Linked DNA regions of Gossypium arboreum: region 2 is linked to region 1. A link is a contact called in public Hi-C data. All regions are on one chromosome and are shown on one strand. The core of a region is the stretch at or near the end of the contact, and the rest is flanking DNA. Distances in the headings are between cores, read along the strand shown. Region 1 has its middle 31 kb from the start of LOC108489587. Region 2 has its middle 34 kb from the start of LOC108488813.

Region 1 (3,272 bases), core at 472-2,971:
TTTGTTTTCTATTTAATATTTTACTTTTTTTAATTTATGTTTTATTGGATTTTAGTCTTTCTTTAGATATTTTGATAAATTGTTAATTTAAATTATTATTAAAATTAAAACGTGTTACTTTGTCATTTATCAAAATTTTGTCAAAACATATTTTCTTTTGCATAATTTTTCGTACTTTTTACCAAAATTTGAAAAAAAGAAAGAAAAGGTTATAGCTCTTATTTTTTTGAAGAAATTTACAATCTCTTTTAATATTTATGTAGTTTACTTTTTTTTATTTTTGTAAATTTTAATAATTTTTGGAATTTTTTATATATATATATATTTTATTTTTGAGGATTATTTTGAAATTTATTTGTAGCATTTTAAAATTTTGGAAAATTTTAATTTCTTTTCATTTTCAATCAATATTTTAATTTTTAAACATATTTTTGTAAATTTATATGTTTTTATTTTTTATATTCTGAGTTATTGTTTATTGAAATTTTAGATTGATTTTATTTTATTTTATTTTTGTTTTAAAAATTTTAAAATTTGATTTCAAATATTGTATAATTTTTTAAAAAATTCAAAGAATGGCAATTAGACACAAGTCATGTATTAACAAAAATAGTTAATGTGATCCTTGATCGTTTTTATTTGCATTTGTTTTGAATAATTTTATTTTAGGTTTTAATCATATCTGTTCTTTTCGACATAATACTTAGAACTACTCATAACCCCTCTCCAACACAAAAATAGAAGTATAATACGCTTCAGCATACTCGAACCCACTTCCTCCTACATTAACAATAATATACATACAATTGAATTAAGACTCAATTATTTTTATTTATACCTTTTAGAAATAAGAAAACACCAAGAAAAACATTACATATTGGTCCAAATAACAACTTATATTTTAATCTATTTTGTACTTCAAGCTAATGATTTAGTAGTAAGCAACTAGAATATTATCTATTTTACACATATTGCATTAGGCTTTCTTTATATATTTAATTTTTCGAAAATCGATAAAGTTTTGATTAAATTAAAAATCGAATCAAATTTTAAGCTAGCAATTTTCATTTGCATGTGTAGTTGTTACACAATTTGGGTGATTTTCCATAATCCATATCAATAATTGGAGATGGTAGGATGAATGTCTAAGGAATTGAAGGTCCAATTTTATTGATATGAGCTATCAAGAAATTTAGGCCCATAATTGCAATTCTCCTCCCGAAACTTTCAAGTTGGATCACCAAAATCATTAGTATTCAATTGGTAATGGATGTTTTGAAGTTAGAGATAAGGGGCAACGGCCTTATCCCAACCCTGCCTCTCAATCTGACTCACATCTCATTACTTCCCTATTTATACGCCTCAAAACCACTTTTCTTATAGCCACAAAAAAAAATTAGCACAAACAGAAATAAAACAAGACTTGAAAGTGACACTTTCCTTTTCCCTTTTCTTTTGAGTTTTTGCATTACATTCTGTGGTTTTAATTTTGATTTTCTTCTCAAAAGCATGGATGATATTCATAGATGGATTTATTAGTAATGGTAATGACGTGGATGATATGTTAGTATTTAATGATATAATTTGGGTTACGTCAGATTTTAATGTGAATATCGATACAATGGTCAAAATGTTACAAATTGATAACATTGTTAATAAACCTCAGTTTGCATTGCCTCTGGACTAATGATTCTTTCCTTTTTTGAGCCCCGGTGTGCTGCTCTTTCAAGCCGAAAGGAGATATTCTACGAGTCGCCGACCTTGAACCTTCGGAGAATTTTCCCGAAAAAGATCCAAAAGTAACTTCTGGGCGTTTTGATGCTATTACTTAGGCTACTGCTATTCATTTTTTATTGTCAACTTCTAGGATAGACGAAAGATTCTCAAGTAGGTTCAAATCCTACTTGGGGAGCTTCCCTTAACATTACTACTCGGCGAAAGAATAAAAGGGGAATTGATTCGTAACACGAATCGCCGGATGTGATTCGATAGATAAAAATGTAACAAATTAAAGTTCGTGACGAAAATGTAATTTAAACAATACATAAGTAATTATTTTTATAATTAATCTAATTTTTTACATAAAATTTTGAAAATAACAAAATTTAACCTGATAAATTTAATAGGAATCAAATTTCAAAATTCTAAAAATATAAACTCTAAATATAAATAAATTAGAATATAAAAAGTTAAATTAATAATTTACCCCTAATATAACAACTAATAACTTGACCAAAATAAAATGGAAATGTCTTTAACAAAAGACAAATGACTTTCAGCGGAGCGTGTGGACCACTTCTCACACGTTTTGTGCGTGCGAGATCCGTCCAACAGTACACGAGTAGAAAAAACCGCGGAGATATAAGACATTGCTTCCTCACGTGCCTAAAAAGAAAACAGAGGCAACCAAAACAATTTCTTTCTTCAAAATATCGCCACTTGGTGTCTCTGATATTATAGTTTTTAATAGATCTTTCATCACAAGTATCCACAAATTTATTTTTAGAAGATATTTCGACATTCACAAATACTAGAGTTTCTTTATATTTTTTGAATGGTTTAGGTATATCATAATCTGATATATTTTTCATAATCTTATAACTTTTAAATTTTAAAATTTAAGTCTAACTATTAACACTGTTAAAATTATTTGTGAACTTTAGGTTCATTACAATGTTATTTTGTAGTTACAGTATTACCAAGTGAATTTTTTTTTATTTCAAAATGTTATGTCAACTAATTTAGCAAAAAAAAAAACAGTATTAATAAATTGACCTGAATTTTGAAATCTAAACAAGTAGAGGACTTAAATTCTTAGAAATAAAAGTACAATGCTCAATTTGTGAAGAGTATAGAGACCTATTGCATATTTTAACCTTGTTGAATCATATATGCAGAATCTGTCGAAACCAATTTTTTTAGATCGACTTTGTTTTTTTTTAAAAAAAATGAAAATAGGAGTCGCCACCAATTATTTTTTATGAAGTGTGATCAAGTCACCTCATAATTTGATTGTTTTAATAAAATATTTGATTTAATAAAACAATGATTTTTGGTATACAAAATCCAAAAAATAGGTTCGGGAGTCAGTTACGCACGAGGAAGGGTTAGCACCCTCGTTACGCCCAAAATTGGTACCTAATTAATTACTTGATGTCTTTAGTGTCAAGAAACTAAAAATTTGAAAAGAGTTTAAAACACGACCTCGCTTTGCATAATATTATTTTTAATCAAAACGTATGTCAAAAGGGCCTTTATTCTCAAGGTAACAA
Region 2 (3,272 bases), core at 216-2,715, 68 kb before region 1:
GTCCTTATGCTTAAAAAAATTAAAAAATTATTTTTTCGATTTAAAGATCTTAATCTACTCATTACCATTGTTAGTGTTTTTCATTAAACTTTGTCAATGTGACATATTGATTAGACTATCCTCCTTAGAACGTGATATATAATTGGTCAAAAAAATACTGATGGGTTAAAGATTGAATTAGGATTTTTAAATTGCAAAAGTAAAAAGATTTTTATTTCTAACTTCTTAACTTTTTAGATGTGGGGACTAAATTCGAGTACAAAGATTAATGACATATTTTTACATAAAAAAAATCAAATTGCATGTCCTTTTCCAGCAGCTTGGAGTTGAAGAAAGAGGAGCCATTAAATGTGGACTAGAGGGGTACTTGAGTTCCATCGTTTCTTAGCCATATCGCTAACCTTAGTCCATGCCCTAAACATCACAATCTTGAAGTTGCCTTTTATTTCTTCTTTTGTATGCTATATGCAGATAGTTACTGTAGTTACATCTCCATTATAAATCGTATGTCAACTTCATCCACCTTTTGTAATCATACAAGTAAAGTATTATCCTTTTTAGTTTTAAAATTGGATTATAATATTACCCCATGATAGGTCACCTCTTAGACATATGTCCTAAATGACCCAATGAAAATGAATGATCATTCCAATGGTGATATATTGTGGTCAATTTTCCACATGAAGACTTACCTTTATACTTTATGGACGGTTAACTAATAGATTCTCATATCTTGACTCACTTCTTTGAAATTTATTTGATTAGGGTTAAATGATGGTTTTATCTCTTTACTACATTTTTTAGAATATATTTGCGGTACAAATATATATTTTAAGTAATTATAACTTAAAATAAAATCAATACAAAATGCATTAAATAAAGAATAAGACAAAATTCATACATCGTGTATATATATAATATGATGAAGATCTATATATGAGAATTGCATATGATAAGACTTGAAATTTTGAATTTAATTATTCGCGCTAACAAAAAATCTTATGCCAATATCATATTTTAAACCCCAATTCTTGGTTAATTATTTGGTTTGAAATTTTAAATAAAATTATAAATCTATTCAATTTTTTTAATACCACGTCACTTTTTAATAATAAAATATTTCAAATGACAACTCATAAACTAAATGTACAAATTGAATACTAGTATATGAATTTGGCCAATGGAATGATAAAGGAAATCCAATAAGGAGTAAACATGTCGTTGTTAACTTGTACTTTGCCTACTCATAAAAATGGGGGAGGGATTAACTGTAAAGAGAAAGAAGTGTGTAGTCTCCACCTAGCTTCACATAATTGGATCTCTTCTCCAAATCTAAGTAAAGAAAATTGTTGGATTTGGGATGATCAAATGAAATGAGCCCCATCCCCTCTTCAAAGGTCACACCTACCCCTAAAAGTGGGGATTTGGTCCCCACTGTTACAATGTCTTAATGATACCCACACGTGTATGAACACCGCCACCGTCGACATAACACGTGGTGCCGCCACTTCATCCACCGTATCTGATCTCCCCCACCTGCAACAGTGTGAAACATCCCCTATATATTATTATTGATGACCAGCCGCTGCTTTTAAGTCTTTAATTAGCTTATATGGAAAAAATTTATTGTAGAGTTAGAAACCAACATAGTTACGTAATACTTAAAATAAAAAATGGGAAACACTGTACGGGGAACAAAGACGTTTTAGAATAGTGTTTAATATTGTTAAAATTGCTTAAAGCCATTTTATTAATGCAGGCGTGCATCGATGAGACGAGACATTGGTGCTCGTCTTTTCCTTTGCTGCTTTGGCGGCTTTTTTAGTTCCATTAATGTTTAGCTCAAAAAGATAATGAAAGCATGCACCCCTTACATCATTTTCTATTCTATTACTTACGATTTGTTTAATGCCTTGTTTATCACCTTCATTTACCCTTTCTTTTCCCACGAGATATGTGTGTTCCATTGCTATTTCTATTCTTTTTAGAAAAACCCCATAATATATTTAATCTCTGTGCTGTTGATTATATACATACTAGGTGAGAGGAAGTTCTCTTACTCTAACCTCACAACATATCATCAATTTATATACAAATAAGGGAGGTCAAGATCTCTGGCATGTTTTTTTCGTTAATTGGAATCTTAGAGAAACTCAAACCCTAAAATTTATTAAATTCCTAATAATTACTCAATCAATTGAAACGAATTTTATCAAATAAAATTTAAGTGAGGAGAGGCTAAATTCTAATTTAAAATCAATGCATACTATTAATCTTATAAGAGTTGAAAGTAAGACTTATAGATCAATTACCAAATTAGATTATTAGTGGAATTTGAATTCTTATGATGATCAAAATGTTAATAAATACTCAACTAAATAAATTGAAAATGGTTGTTGATAGCTTTGGCTACAATTGTGTTCTTTAATGGCAAACAAACTGGAAAGTAAGTTAATTATATAAATAACAACAATTTTCAACTATATATGGCTGCTTTCTAGATAGCTATAGTTATGCAAGATTGGGTTTTCTCCTTCACTTAAGGGTCTCTCAACTTATATACTTAATTAGCTAATATAATTATCTCTCTGATATAGATATTAATATGGTTAGAGATCCATTTTCTGAAACTTTTATGCCATTATATCTAACTATATTTTTCGACGACCAGCCTCCAAATTTTCCTACTGATTTATTTGCTGATTTGTACATCTGTTATCAAAGATACAATGGATTGATATAAATTTCAAAGCCTTAATTTTCAATCTTTTATTGGAAAAGTTGTACCATCATCCAAAAATAATAAATTAAATTATGTTATTAGATCTTATACTTTATGTAAATTGTAGATTTAGTGACTGTATTTTAATTTGGTCATTTTAATCCCTATATTTTTAGAATATGAAAATTTTAATTCTAATAAAATGATAACTATTAAATACTTAAGTTAAGTTTTGTTGTTTTAAAATTTAATGTATCAAATATATTATCACATGTGTAATACTATATCTATTTGTTATTTTCATATATTACTCACAAAAAATCAGTTAATAGATTTTATGACTGTTATTTGCATTAAGACTAAAATTTTAAAATTCAAAAAATGTAATCACAAAAATGATCCAATTGATGAACGTAAACTAAATCTATAACTTTATATATAATGCAAGATTAATAACATAATTTAACTAAATAGATTTAACTGTCATCATTAGATCAAGACTAGAATTTTAAAATTGAAAGGTATAAAAATTAAAATTAATTAAATTAAA

The links. Hi-C and Micro-C count contacts between places; a contact is called where the count stands out from the background.
Region 2: a contact with region 1 is called in a Hi-C map of leaf, with 2.1 times the contacts expected there. The contact joins two enhancer-like sites. A contact is called at or near these places in 2 of 5 Hi-C or Micro-C datasets (both in leaf).

What each region holds. Positions count from the first base shown.
Region 1 is chr10:111,959,405-111,962,676 of ASM2569848v2, reverse strand. No RefSeq gene overlaps it. Among protein-coding and RNA genes, the nearest start is that of LOC108489587, 31 kb to the right of the region's middle. Within about 2 kb of position 1,721, at least 2 of the 2 cell types and tissues checked have an H3K27ac peak or open chromatin away from gene starts, as enhancers often do. A contact at or near this core is called in leaf, where this site is marked.
Region 2 is chr10:112,027,279-112,030,550 of ASM2569848v2, reverse strand. No RefSeq gene overlaps it. Among protein-coding and RNA genes, the nearest start is that of LOC108488813, 34 kb to the right of the region's middle. Within about 2 kb of position 1,465, at least 1 of the 2 cell types and tissues checked has an H3K27ac peak or open chromatin away from gene starts, as enhancers often do. A contact at or near this core is called in leaf, where this site is marked.